Linked DNA regions of Mus musculus: regions 2 and 3 are each linked to region 1. The links are chromatin contacts, called in public promoter capture Hi-C maps. All regions are on one chromosome and are shown on one strand. The core of a region is the stretch at or near the end of the contact, and the rest is flanking DNA. Distances in the headings are between cores, read along the strand shown. Region 1 holds the start of Tomm5 (translocase of outer mitochondrial membrane 5). Region 2 holds the start of Foxe1 (forkhead box E1). Region 3 holds the start of Ncbp1 (nuclear cap binding protein subunit 1).

Evidence for each region. Promoter capture Hi-C pulls out the DNA fragments that hold promoters and counts their contacts.
Region 2: a contact with region 1 is called in a promoter capture Hi-C map of stem cell-derived epiblast-like cells, with 2.9 times the contacts expected there. The contact joins the promoter of Foxe1 here to the promoter of Tomm5 in region 1. A contact is called at or near these places in 2 of 39 promoter capture datasets (liver and stem cell-derived epiblast-like cells) and 1 of 115 datasets of contacts at active chromatin or transcription factors (embryonic stem cells).
Region 3: a contact with region 1 is called in a promoter capture Hi-C map of liver, with 6 times the contacts expected there. The contact joins the promoter of Ncbp1 here to the promoter of Tomm5 in region 1. A contact is called at or near these places in 7 of 39 promoter capture datasets (3T3-L1-derived adipocytes, the C10 cell line, embryonic stem cells and 4 more), 1 of 484 Hi-C or Micro-C datasets (pro-B cells), 5 of 115 datasets of contacts at active chromatin or transcription factors (astrocytes, embryonic forebrain, embryonic stem cells and 2 more) and 1 of 9 other capture datasets (embryonic stem cells).

The regions. Positions count from the first base shown.
Region 1 is chr4:45,105,786-45,110,367 of GRCm38.p6, forward strand. It overlaps Tomm5 (translocase of outer mitochondrial membrane 5), which reads right to left and starts at 2,328. Exons shown (of 2, transcript NM_001099675.1): 1 at 2,128-2,328. The coding sequence starts at 2,248.
Region 2 is chr4:46,340,949-46,345,530 of GRCm38.p6, forward strand. It overlaps Foxe1 (forkhead box E1), which reads left to right and starts at 2,696. Exons shown (of 1, transcript NM_183298.2): 1 at 2,696-4,582. The coding sequence starts at 3,246. The coding sequence ends at 4,361. Gm12446 (predicted gene 12446) reads right to left here and starts at 2,533. Exons shown (of 6, transcript NR_165272.1): 1 at 2,391-2,533.
Region 3 is chr4:46,135,736-46,140,317 of GRCm38.p6, forward strand. It overlaps Ncbp1 (nuclear cap binding protein subunit 1), which reads left to right and starts at 2,776. Exons shown (of 23, transcript NM_001033201.3): 1 at 2,776-3,151. The coding sequence starts at 3,118. Tstd2 (thiosulfate sulfurtransferase (rhodanese)-like domain containing 2) reads right to left here and starts at 2,740. Exons shown (of 10, transcript NM_173033.3): 1 at 2,645-2,740.

The DNA of each region.
Region 1 (4,582 bases), core at 1,078-3,577:
GGGATTTGAACTCAGGACCTTTGGAAGAGCAGTTGGTGCTCTTAACCACTGAGCCATCTCTCCAGCCCCTGAATTAGGTTTTATTCTACAAGTCCTCAGGCCATACTGCACAGTTATAATGGTGGTGGTGGTGGCGATGGTGGATGTCACTGACTTTATGAAATATGATTCTAGAAACTTCCAAATTGTTATCCAACAATTGTGTCTGACCACAAGAAGGGATCCGCTGCTTTGCAAAGCTGCCCACCCCCATGTCACTCAATAACCATCGCACACAAAGAGCAAGCAACCTCACACTCCGGCATCTTTCCTCCAGGGCTGTACGTAACCCCAACAGCCCTTCACTGTGGGCATCTTTGACCTATTTTGCACTACAGGAAGTTAAATCCAGGTCTTGCACGGGCCAGGCAAGGACTTTACCCCCAAGGTATACTTGAGGGGGGTGGGAGGTGGAGCAGATTCCTTTTTAACCCAAACAAGACGAAATGCAAGAGGAATCAAATGGGCATTAGGCTTCATTACCAATGCTGGGAGAACAGGGGCTAGGAGGTGTGTGTGTGTGTGTGTGTGTGTGTGTGTGTGTGTGTGTAAGGCAAGCAGAGGAACAGACACCTACTCTGGTTTCTCTATGACTCTGTCACCTATGCCCTTCAGATCACACCAGTTACTGTGCTGATGTGATAAATGATGTGCACAGAGCTGTCTGGAATACCCAAGTGGCGTTGCTGAGATAGAGATGACTCAGCAGTTCAGAGTGTCTGCGGTCAATCAGGAGGACCTGAGTTCAGATCCCAGCAGCCCAGCCATCCAGCCATCCCTGGCAGCTTACAATTAATGGCCAGCTTGACTCCAGTTCCAGGGATTCCAACGCCCCCTTCTGGACTGCAGGCACGTGGTTCACATATAGACAAGCAGAAAAACACATAACAAAAGTCTCTTGTTTCAAGACAGATTTCTCTGTGTAACCGCCCTGTCTGTCCTGGAACTCCATTTGCAGACCAGGCTGGTCTTTAAAAAAAAAAAAAAAAAAAAAAATCATTGAGATCCACCTACCTCTGCCTTCTGAGTGCTGGGATTAAAAGTGTGTGCTACCATGCCCGGTTCTAAATAAAAATCATTAAATAGAATAAATCAGTGCACTAAGCTAACATTTCCTTGAGAGCTCTTGCCTATAAGAGAAGGATGGGAAAGCTAAAGTTTAAAGGGTAAGCAGGATGTTTTGGGTGCTTCCATTTCCCCCAAGATGTCCTGTCCTGGAGGAGCCAGCAATACAGAGAGTACAGCAAAAGAGGCACCCAAATGAGGGAGGCCTTAACTCCAGTCTTCTAAAAATGTTGGTATGTTCTTCAATTATTTGAATCGCTCCTGCCTCTCCCTGCCCAGAAGACTCCCACAGGCAAGCAAGCACTGGACAATAGGAAGAAGTGGTACAGGTGTGGAGGTCAGAGTACAACTTCTGGAAACTGGTTCTCTCCTGCCACCACGTGTGGATCCGGCTCAGGCAACTCAGTGAGCCACCTAGCCAGCCCCTGACTTTTAAATTGACAGTATGGCTTTAACCTTGAGTATGTGTCCTATGAACTCAAGCTCTCACTTGGGGTGAGGTGGCACAGATCAAGCAACTTTTGTTAATGTTGAGATCAAACGCTTCAGAGATTCTCCAAGAAAAACCAATTATTTACTTCACCCTCTGTACAAACAAACATAAAGAAAGCTAATCTCTTGTACTTCAAAGGCAAGCAGAGAGAGAAAGCGCCTGCTACCTTATTAAGAGCTCAGCCGGAATTGTATTCGTTCTCTGAACGGCCAAATGACCTTGGGTCAGCCACCTTCCGGGGACCGTTTCTAGGTTTGCAAAACGAGGGTATTGCTCCGAGGATAACACGTGGGAGCTTCTTAAGCACAAACGTTGGGCGAGCAAAGGTGACTTAACCACGCGTCCTCCGCCACCACGTGCACTGGGCACATCCCCAGGACCCGCAGACCCCCAGAGTGTGCGCAGTTGGGCAGTCCTGGACGTGCAAGCACCCCACTCTCCCCAGGATGCTCAGCTCAAGGCCCCACGACCGCGTGCAGGGTTGGGTGTGGACGCGTGGCCTCACGGTCACAGCCCAGAAGGACACTCACTGACTCGCAGCAGGGCCACGTAGATGAGGAAGTTCCGAATGGAGGAGACCACATCCTCACGCATCTTCCGCTTCATCTCCTCCGGGTCCAACTTGGGCGCGAGACCCTCGATCCGGAACATTGCGGCGGCTCTGCCTCCAAAGCTTGCGAGAGCAGCAGCTTGCTCTCCTCCAGTGGCCGCCCTGCACCCGGAACTTAGCCAGGCTCCACTTCCTGTCCCACCCCTTGTTTCTGTCCTGTGACGGGAACCTGTGAGGGGAAAATTTCATCCTGTCTTCTTGTGTCTGAAGCAAAGAGACCTGAAGGGGGCGGCCGCCGCCTTAAGTCTCTGAGCCTTGGGTGGATCTGGACTGTGTTTTGGTCCCTAGCCGGGAGAGTGCCACCTGTAAAGTTGTTTTATGCTGTAAAGTAGGGAGGTGTGTGCAAAAATATCATTATAAATAATAATAACATTTATGAAGAATCTAAGACAGTACTTCGTGAAATGCACATTTTAGTCTGTCCTTCCTAGGTTTGAAATTTAAAACAACTTAGTTGGGAATGAAGTTCGTTTGCCAAATCGTTTTCTTAGGATGCATGAAGCCCTGGATAGTGTTGCTGTTGTGATAAACACCACCAAAATAACTTAGGAAGGAAAGTGTTTCACCTAACCTGTTAACGTTATCCAGGGAGGCCAGCACTGGAGTTCAAGCTGGAACCTAGAGGAGGGAACTGAAACCAAGCGGAGACGTTGTCTTTACTGGCTAGCTGGCCTCAACCAGCTAACTTACTTTTATTGGTTAGGACCACCTGCCGGGTGGCATTGCCCACAGTGGGCTAAGCCTTCCTCCATCAACTAGTAGTCACACAATGACCCTCAAATTCACCAATAGGACAATCTGGTGGAGGCAATTCCTCAATTGAGGTTTTCGCTTCCTAGGTGTCAAGTTGACAAAAACTAGCCAGCACAGTGCTGCACACACCTGTGTTCCCAGCACTGGGCTGCTGGAAAAAAGGGGTCAAGAGTTGAAGGTCAGGGCAGTGCTGGCTCAAGCACTTGGGAGACACAGGCAGGCAGATCTTTGAGTTCAAGGCCAGCCAGGTCTACAGAGTGAGTTCCAGGACAGCCAGGGTGACACAGAAAAATCCTGTCTCCAGACAAACAAACGAATGAGTTCAAGGTCAAGGTGGAAACAGTGTCTCACACCTGTAATTTCAGCCCTCAGAAGACAGAGGCAAAAGAATTACTGCAAGGTTAGGGGCAGCCTGGGTTACAAAGTAATTACAAGGACAATCTGAAACAAACAAACAATCCCAAGATAAACAAACACAAACAAAAAACAGAGGTCAAGGTTATCACCCTCAGCTAGTGAGCTCAGACTGCTAGTGTCCCAGACACTGAAATTCTAACATTTCCCACATTTTTTTTCTGTACACTCATTTTTTGGAGGTAACTGATCTTTAAATATTCTAATGAAGATCTTGGACTACAGCAAGTATGAGCCCAGATCAAAACTGATCAACACTGGACAGATGAGAGAAAATCAAGTTAGAGTTTTCAGACATGAATGGGACAACTGAATTTTTCACATAATCCAATATCAGAACGTCTCTTTTTGCAGGCACACTGTATAACAACAATGAATTTGGGGTTAAATAAGAATAATACTTGAGGGCTGGTGAGATGGCTCAGTGGGTAAGAGCACCCGACTGCTCTTCTGAAGATCGGGAGTTCAAATCCCAGCAACCACATGGTGGCTCACAACCATCCATAAGGAGATCTGACTCCCTCTTCTGGAGTGTCTGAAGACAGCTACAATGTACTTACATATAATAAATAAATAAATCTTAAAAAAAAAAGAATAATACTTGAAGCCGGGCGTGGTGGCACACGCCTTTAATCCCAGCACTCGGGAGGCAGAGGCAGGCAGATTTCTGAGTTCGAGGCCAGCCTGGTCTACAAATTGAGTGCCAGGACAGCCAGGGCTACACAGAGAAACCCTGTCTCGAAAAACAAACAAACAAACAAACAAACAAACAAAAGAATAATACTTGAGGCCGGCCATGGTGGTGCATGCCTTTAATCCCAGCACTTGGGAGGCAGAGGCAGGCGAATTTCTGAGTTCGAGGCTAGCCTGTTCTACAGAGTGAGTTCCAGGACAGCCAGGACTACACAGAGAAACCCTGTCTCAAAAACACCAAAAAACAAACAAACAAACAAAAAAACTTGACTGTGAGAATGACTGACAATGTTAGCACCTTCCTGATTGACAGAGTGTAAGACCCTGGGGTTAGAGTAAAAAACTCTCGAGTGTTTCTTCAAGCTTTAGTAAGTATTTGCATCTATAATTCAGACAGTGGACAAGCAGAGGCAGCAGTGGTAGGGGAGGGGCTGACTCCTAAGGAAGAGGTCCAGCCTTCATGAGTGCCGAGAAGATCACTCTTGGCAATGCTTCTCCCTGCTCACAAAATCAGG
Region 2 (4,582 bases), core at 1,446-3,945, 1.2 Mb after region 1:
CTGCGTCAAGGAATATGGAGGAATTTTCCATGACCCTTGGATTTCATTTTCAACCTCTTCTGAGCTTCCAATTGTTGCAGAAGACTTCCAGGCCTTCTGTGACACCCCAATAACCAAAACACAACACACACACCATTAATGGAGCAAGTTGTCCCAGGGGTTGCTGGGAACACTTGTGATTGAACAATGGAAGGAAATAAATTAGCCCACTGTGACTCCCACCTCTGCTGGATTTTTCAAGGTGCTGGAATCCATCCCCTTTAGCTTCAAGCAATTGCCAATAGAGTCTGTGACTCTACCCCAGTAAGAAGAAACTTGACCATTACCAACCTACCTCTGCTCAAAACAACTCGGGGAGGGGTAGAAGGAAATGTTTATATTGCTTTGATCCAAATGGGTAAACTTTGTCAGAATTTTGTATCATGAGTAGAACCCTCACCCTATGGGGTGTAGGAGTACATCATCTGAATAAAATTGTATGCAGTAAAATTCAGGACTCTTACACACACACACACACACAAACGCCACCCAACATCAAACCTGGTAGTCATGATCTTGAGAATTCTAATCCCTGGAGACTGAGGTACCACCAAGCAGAGGGAAGCAGAATTCTGGAAGAATGGAGATGCAGGACCAGAGACCTCTGGGGGCCTGGAGGATTCTAGCCAGAGTCAGAGGACGGTTGGGGGGGGGGGTGATCAGAAAGTCGTGGACAATCATTAAAGCAAACTGTAATGAACATTAGACAACTCACAAGACTGAGGCTCTTCTAGTCCCCTACAAAACAGTCGATTTTGGAAGTAAGGAAGACAGCAATTATGCATTTATTAAGACCCAGGTCTTCCAGTAAGACACCCTAGGATCGGAATTCACATTAAATAACACATGCTTGAGAGTGTAGAAAAGAAAAAAAATTCAAAGAAAGAAGCAGCTTCCAATAGAGCAGCAAGTTCCAGGCATAAAGCCGTAGTTCTAACATCTGTACATAGTGGCTTTTTATTTTTTACATTTAGTGTGTGTGTGAGCGTGTGTGTGTGAGCGTGTGTGTGTGTGTGTGTGTGTTGCACAAGACGTGGCGGCAGGCACACACGCACACCTTTTGTAGTAGTCAGAGGACTACCAGGAGACATTCTCAGTCCTTGGCTTTGTGGAAAGCGCCGGCACAGGCCGAGCCACCTTGAATGCCCATTTACAGCCTTTTAGACGCTTAGAAGATTTGTATAGACACAAGAATGTAGGGATTCACACTGAGATAACCGCTCAGAATTTAAAATCTGGAAATACAAATCTTGGAATATGGAGAACCACAGACGTTCCTAATCGTATAATTGGCTTAAAGTTTACTCTGGGGGGAAAGAAACGTGAGAAATCTAGCTTCCCCTGGCTTCTTTAGGAGCGAGGGGCCGCAGCAAGCAGGAAGCCCCTCTGCATTCAAGGAGCTGGGGAAGGTCTTCAAGCAAGGTCGACTGCAGGAGAGAGGATCTGTGCTCTCTGCCTCTTTCTTTCAAAGGCAGCCACCCAGTGCTCACTGAAGAAGAACGCAATAAAACCAGAAGGCTGGGCCACCCACGTTAGACCTGAACCCTCCACAGTGTGTCTCTTTCCAGTCCGGCTCCTTACACAATTCCCATGCTCAGGAAAGGTACTGGCTTCACCGTGAGGATCTTAAGAACCAAATCTTAGATTCCTGAGTTGGGAATCTAACGTAACCAGTTCCAAAAGTGGCCAGAAAGCGAACCAGGCAGGTGGGGCTGCGCCGCTGGGAGTCCCTCTCTAGCACCGAATCCTGCCAGAGGAAGGCAGAAATCGGACATTTTGGAACAGTCTACACACACACACACACACACACACACACACACACACACGCGCGCGCGCGCGCGCGCGCACGCACGCACGCACACACACGCATACACCAGTAGAGTTGTGCACTGACTGCAGCATCCTCTCCCAAGTCTTCACTCAGACCTCTAGAGGCGGCTGGCCCTCTCTGGCCCCGTGGTAGTGGAGGGGTTGAGAGGCGGCGACTGCAGACAGCAGGAGCCAAGTCTTCGCTAACCAGGCATTCTCCTGCATATAGAAAAGGGTCCCAAGCCACCTAAGGACCCTGATGCGGCGAGGAGGCTTTCCCTAAACACCTCTTGAGATACAAAACTTCGGGACAGACCAGGAACCTGGTAAAGCGACTCCCTGTGGCACTACCTCACCACGAACTGAAAAGCTTACTCTAAAACAGACGCAGGCTGCAGGCACCGGAGGGCAGCAAAGTTGCTGTAGACCTGGGAATCCTTGTCTGAAAATGAATTGCACCAGAGATTGGGCCAGGTAGCCTAAACCTGGATTTGGAAGGCATCCCAAGAATTAAACGCGCCCCACTTTAGTCCAGTTCTTACCCTCTCTGAACAAGAAAATGCCATGAGCCCTCTTTCCACGTGAGACACAACTTTTCCGCAAAGACCGATTCAGGAGCGCTGGGCCGAGCTCCTGGAGTCTCAGTCTCCCGCTTGGCGCGCAGAGGGGGCCAGCCCCCGAATCTCCAGGCGCCCTCCCCGCTCTGACGTTTTGGGACTCCAGCCGCTACCTGGGGAGGTGTGCCCGTCGCGGGGGTGGGGAAGGGGGGAGTGGGGGGGGGCGGGCAGGGAAGCGGCTACGCCCCGCGTTTGCTGGCGCCTTTAAGGAGGAGAAGCCAGCGGAGGGAGGAGCTGGCCCAGGTGTGTGCAGGAGAGCGCCTCGCCGGCCGGACTCCGTGCTGGAGTTCAGAGCCGCAGAACGGAGCACTTGCTCGCCACCTGGCCCGGCCCGCTCGCCCGTCTCGCCTCTCTGCCCTCCGCTTGGGTTGTACCTTCCACCGTAGGGGTGCGGCATGGGCGGCCCCTGCAGGGGTGTACGGTGCCCCCACTGAAGGCCCTGGCACGAGACCCCAGCCTGCAGCCTCCTCTACGCGCACCGCCTCGACGGTCATCCTCAGACCCGCAGGGACTCCCAAACAGCTGCCGCCACCCCGGCCTTCGAGCCACGTCCGGACCCCTTGATCGCCTGGCACCAGAGCGCCAAGGATCCTCTGGCCGGTGCCCCACAGGAGCCGTCGGTGGACTCAGCGCTCCAGACCCCGAAGTTCCCTGCCCTCAGCGCTCTCGGTGCCCGCTGCAAAGCCCCGGCGTCGGCTCCCGTGGGATCGGGATTGCGGCCAGAGCGGTCGTCTACAGCTGAAGACGACGGGGGGTACGGGGGGGAGGGACCGCGGCGCCATGACGGCCGAGAGCGCGCCGCCTCCCCCGCCGCAGCCCGAGACGCTGGCGGCCGTGAAGGAAGAGCGCGGTGAGGCGGCGGCGGCGGGCGCGGGGGTCCCGGCGGAGGCTGCGGGTCGCGGCGCGGGAGGACGGCGACGCAAGCGCCCCCTGCAGCGGGGGAAGCCGCCCTACAGCTACATCGCGCTCATCGCTATGGCCATCGCGCACGCGCCCGAGCGCCGCCTGACTCTGGGCGGCATCTACAAGTTCATCACCGAGCGCTTCCCGTTCTACCGCGACAACCCCAAGAAGTGGCAGAACAGCATCCGCCACAACCTCACCCTCAACGACTGCTTCCTCAAGATCCCGCGCGAGGCGGGCCGCCCGGGCAAGGGCAATTACTGGGCGCTCGACCCCAACGCCGAGGACATGTTCGAAAGCGGCAGCTTCCTGCGCCGCCGCAAGCGCTTCAAGCGCTCGGACCTGTCCACCTACCCGGCCTACATGCACGATGCAGCCGCTGCCGCCGCCGCTGCCGCTGCCGCCATCTTCCCGGGCGCCGTGCCTGCCGCAAGGCCGGCTTACCCGGGCGCCGTCTATGCGGGCTACGCGCCGCCACTCGCCGCGCCTCCGCCGGTCTACTACCCCGCCGCGTCGCCGGGGCCCTGCCGGGTCTTCGGCTTGGTTCCCGAGCGGCCGCTCAGCCCCGATCTGGGCCCCGCGCCGTCAGCGGCCGGCGGCTCGTGCGCCTTCGCGGCTGCGGCGGGCGCGGCGGGCACCGGGAGCTTCCAGCCGGCGGTGTGCACCGGAGCGCGGCCGGTCAACCCCGCCGCCTATGCCGCCGCCTACGCGGGCCCCGACGGCGCGTACCCGCAAGGAGCGAGCAGTGCGCTCTTCGCCGCTGCTGCGGGCCGCCTGGCCGGACCGGCCTCGCCCCCCGCGGGAGGCGGCAGCGGCGGCGTGGAGGCCACGGTGGACTTCTACGGGCGCACGTCGCCGGGCCAGTTCGGAGCGGCGCTGGGACCCTGCTACAATCCCGGTGGGCAACTCGGAGCCGGTGGTGGCGGTGCCTACCACTCCCGCCACGCCACCGCCTACCCCGGCGCGGTGGATCGGTTCGTGTCTGCCATGTGAGCCCGGGTAGGCACGAAACCTCACTAACTCCAGGACGTTCTGAAAGATGTAAATCCCCCGAGACCGGCGGACAGGACTAAAACGTGTATTGTACTGAGACTCACGTGCGAGGCCCCCTGAGGGCCGTGGAGGCTCGGTGTCTTGCACTGTTCACAGCCCCGATTTGGACGTGGGCGGACGTAGGGAGGCCACGGCCGCGTTTGGCCTGACACAAAGGACCC
Region 3 (4,582 bases), core at 1,526-4,025, 1.0 Mb after region 1:
ATTTATGTGACAACTATGCTCTACCAGGCTCTCTTCTACACACCAGGAATAGAGCAGTAAATGCAATAGGAAAAAGTCTATCCTCTTAAGTTTACAATCTACTAGGAAAGGTAAGCCGATACATTGATTTGAGTTGACTTTTCTTTTCTTTTCTTTTTTTTTTTTAAATATTTCAAAGGAAAATGAGTGGAGTAAGGAGGCAAGTGGAAGGGCTCCTCATACACAGGAAGAGCCCTTCTGAGGCAATAGCACTCATCTTCAAAGAAACATGAACTAGGAAGTAAGCCAGGGGAAAACAAAACACAGGGCAGCACATGAGAGCAGAAAAGCACTATGGACTTCCCAAATCAACCAACTCCAGTGTTTCTGTAGCTTTGTTTCTTTTGTTCTCAAATCTCAGAGCCAAAATTTCCAAATTGCTACTGTGGCCAAATCTTACCAAAATGGATACACTATAACCAATGCAGTCTTCTTTGTTACATTTGATTTACTTCTGTGGCTACTTGTGCCGAGATGCCTGCCAGTTCCATATCTGCACAGGCTCCAGGGATCAAACACACGTTGTATTGTCAGGCTTGAGTGGCAGGGGTTTGCCCACAGAGCCATCTTGCCAACCCCTATTTTTTTTTTCCAACAAAATTAAGAAAATTTTATTCTTGAATCTTTTTTACAGTCTAGTCTTTATCCACCTTCCAGTCTGCCCTCTGTTCCTCATCCCACACCTTCTCTGTCCCCTGCCCAAGAGAATGCCCCCACTCCCTGGGGCCTCAAGTTTCTTGAGGGTTAGGTGCATCTTCCCTCACTAAGGCCAGACCACACAGTCCTCTGCTATATATGTGTCTGGGGCCTCCTATCAGCTGGTGTATGCTGCCTGGGCCAACCCCTAGTTTTTAAATTAATTTTTCTGAGTCTGGGTCTTGCTATATAGTAGGGGCTGGCCTTGAGGTTCTAGTAATCCTAAATTTAAGATTCCCCTTGCCTCTACTTCTAGAATTCGGGGCCACTATACCAGGCCCAATGCTTTGCCATCCTTTGAAAGTCAGCAATCCACTTTGAACTACACTCACTTCTTATCTGATTTAGTAATGGTTAAGGTTTGGTTTCTAACCTTGGACCAAGGTGCATATTTTACATATCAAAGCAGACATGGTCTTCAGGTTCTCCCAGTATCCCATAGTCCCTATCTGGTATACCCTGTCCCAACCCTGAACCTTCCCCCAGAGGCTCCTCTCTATACAATCCAGACCTTTTGGCCTCCTTGTTGGGCCTCCTTCCCTTCTTTCTTTGCTCCTGTGTTCTTCCCTCCTCCACCCCCATCCCCATAGTGACTTCCCTGGTCTCAATCCTGGTAGCGGTCAGTGAACTCACCTGAGAGCAGATTCCCAATAAACCCATTTTTAATATATTCTCATCTGGCTCGAATTGGCTCATTTCAGGCAACTGGAGCCAGATGAGAATATATTAAAATCCTTTCTTGGAGGACTCTTCCAAAGTCTTACTCTGGATAATCTGTCCTCAATAGCAAAGGATGAGTGATAATTTGTACCACTCGCCCTTTGCTATTAAGTCCGTCAGACTACAGTACCTGTGATCATTCCTGAGAGGGTCACTTAGGGCTTCAGTATCCTGAACACCGTCTCGTTGTCCCATGTACAGACGGTGACAAATGTTAATTAATACAATATAGTACTTGCTGAATGAAATAAAGCAAGAGTTGAGGAGTCAGAGAAATAACTCTGTAGGTCCCTGACAGTTAGTCATGTAAATTTCAGAGCAGAGACCAACAGATAAAGAAAATAAGTCTTGATTCCTAAAATGTGAACAAGCTGGACTTTAGCAGAAGAACATGGTGGTTTACACACAATGACGGGAACAGAACCCAAGAAGCCATAGTTTGGAATTCGCAGTGGAAATTCCTGGAAAGATGGATTGCTTGCATGTACGAATAAATAAATGAAAAGAATAGAAAAACGATAATCTTTAAAATAAACAAAGAGAAGTAGAGCCGGAAAGATGGCAAGATGGCTCACTGGTTAAGAGTGCTTACTGCTCTAGCAGAAGACCCGGGATTCAGCACCCCCACCCCGCTCCCGCGCACTCTCCTCCTTGCTCACAGAGAGTCTGAAACTCCAGTTCCAGGATGATGTACAGACTTACAAATACATAAAATATTGCTTTAAGTCTGTGAAGAGTTTTAAGCATAGTAAATAAGTTTGACTAGACTTGCTCTCAGAGTATAGCAGGCAGTGTTAGTGGATAAACTGTAACACAGGAAGTGAAGGAGCTAATGACTCCTCCCTAAATTCTTGGATTTAAGCAAACTACCGAAACGGCCATTTACTGTAACAGGTAAGACTGAAGGAAAAGTTTGGGCTAGACCATGGACAAGACAGTTTGGTGTCCATCACAGGGCAGAGGACGTCCACATACTGTACACGTGCAGAGGAATAGAACAATTGGAACCACACCGATCAGTAGCTGGGGCGTCCGTCAGCTGGGAGAAGTAGGCAGTAGGACTACAGTGAGCAGATTCAGCCGGACGGGCCTGGATTCCCTACCGCTGAAAGTGGCTTGCCCTCCTCCCCGCTCAGGTCTCCCGAGGCGTCTACAGCGGGATGGCGAGAGAGAAAGAGAGAACACCTACCCGCAAACCCTAGGCCTTTCCTGGGTCTCCCTTCACCAACTTGGCGCTGCTCCCCGCCCTCGAGCCCACGCCCCCCGGCGCGCGCGTGCGCAGAGAGTCCCTGAGCCGTCACCTTTCTCCGGAAGTCTCCTAAGTCGTCGGCGCAGGGGCCGCCGGGAAAATCCCGCCGGGCCTGTATAAAGCCGAGGCGGGATCGCTGCGGCCCGGATAATTTAGCTCGCTGTCCAGAAGGGCCCGGGGTGGAAAGCCGGAGGAGGCGGCCGCAATTGGACTTGCAGACGCCGGCCTTCCACTGCGGAGCCCATCCGGTGCCCCTCTGCACGCGCTTCCGGCAGGCGTCGTAAGCGAGTGCGCCTGCGCGCCGCTCAGTCCGCGCGCCTCGCCGCTGACCGCGCACCGGCCGGCCGGCAGCCCGACGGTTCTGGGGTTGCAGGCGGCTAGCAACTCAGATCGGCTGCGCACCAGCAAGCAGCATGTCGCGGAGGCGGCACAGCTACGAGAACGATGGTAAGTGCTCTCGGCCTGGCCACTGCGTCCGGGTGAGAACCGAGGCCGGGCTCGCCTTCAGTCTCCCGGGAACGGATAGGAATCCTTTCTCCCCGGGAGGGCTCGGGGAGCCCCAAAGGGAGGCTGCTGGCTCGGTTGTGGATAGTGGCTTCGGGAAAGCGACGGCCTCCCTGCTACCCCATCTCCTTCAGTCATGGGAAAGGAAGGCCTGGTGAATCCCGTGAGCAAATCCGACCTGGGGTCCCGCGACACTGAGGACTTAATCCCTCACTACTGATCATGGAAACCGCACGTGTGTCTGTCTGCTGCTGCCTCTTAGGATCACTTAGTGGAGGAGATATATCTAGTGGACCAGTGTTTTCCTTTTAGCCCTCCAGGGTGTACTTGGAAAGGACCCTGGGAAGACAGGAAAAGAACAAAGCTATGACAGAGGTCGGATGTATTGCAATCTGAGCCCTTCTCCTCCACCTGCCACCCGCTGATTCCCCTCTTTTAGGCTTCAAAAAAAGAATACCAACACCCCAGAGGTCACTAATAAACAGGCACGGGGTGTTTTGTTGGATTGGCTTTAAGCATATTTCCCTTATAAGAAAGTGCAGGAAAACCCGAGCAGATTATTAATTCTCATGTCAGTTTTGATGGTCGCCGGCAAGGACGTCGTTGTGTTGCCATAAATTTTGTTTTGTTGCACCATTATTGCCTTTCAAGAACACACTTGGAGCTGTTAGTGTTAGGTCCAAAGGGTTAAGGCAAGAAAAAACTTTAGAACCGAAGGGTTTAGGTTCGAAGCTCGACATCTCGATTATTTACTATGTGATCTTGTCAGGGTCATATGACTTCTTAAACCTAAGCGTGGACTGTGGATAATACTAAGCCATTTGGTTTCTACGGGGGGCTAAATGAGATATTGTGCTCACCAGTAGTTCATGATGATGTTTATTTTGTCAACTGCTAATGTCTCAGAGGTGATACACACAGATAAATGCTGACATCGTTGAGAAAAAAAGCCCTCCCTCCCCCAAGTTTAATTGGGTTAGCTTCCTCCCTTGGAATGTTAAGACAACCAAGCGAATCCCATATAGTGGAGCCCCAGGTTTCTGCCAGTAGTACCTGAGAGAATGTCCTAATACATCAGGAGTGCCGACTTGCTAAACAGTTTCCTAGCTTCTGTGCTTGCAGTGGAGTAGGAGGCAGTAGAACAGTGGAGGCTCCCTCCCCTGGGTTAAGACAAACCCCACAGCGGTATAGTGCAATTCGTTATAAGGTCACGGGGTTGTGGAGAATAATGTGAGGTAAAGGGTGTAGAGACCAAAGTGAGAGAGAAGCTGGTTAGGTAAGGCCTCCTTGCAGATGGCCTATGGCTTCAGTGATGTGAGGATGAGCCGTGTGGATGCTTGGAGGAAGCAGAGGTCCAAAGGAAACCGTGAGTTA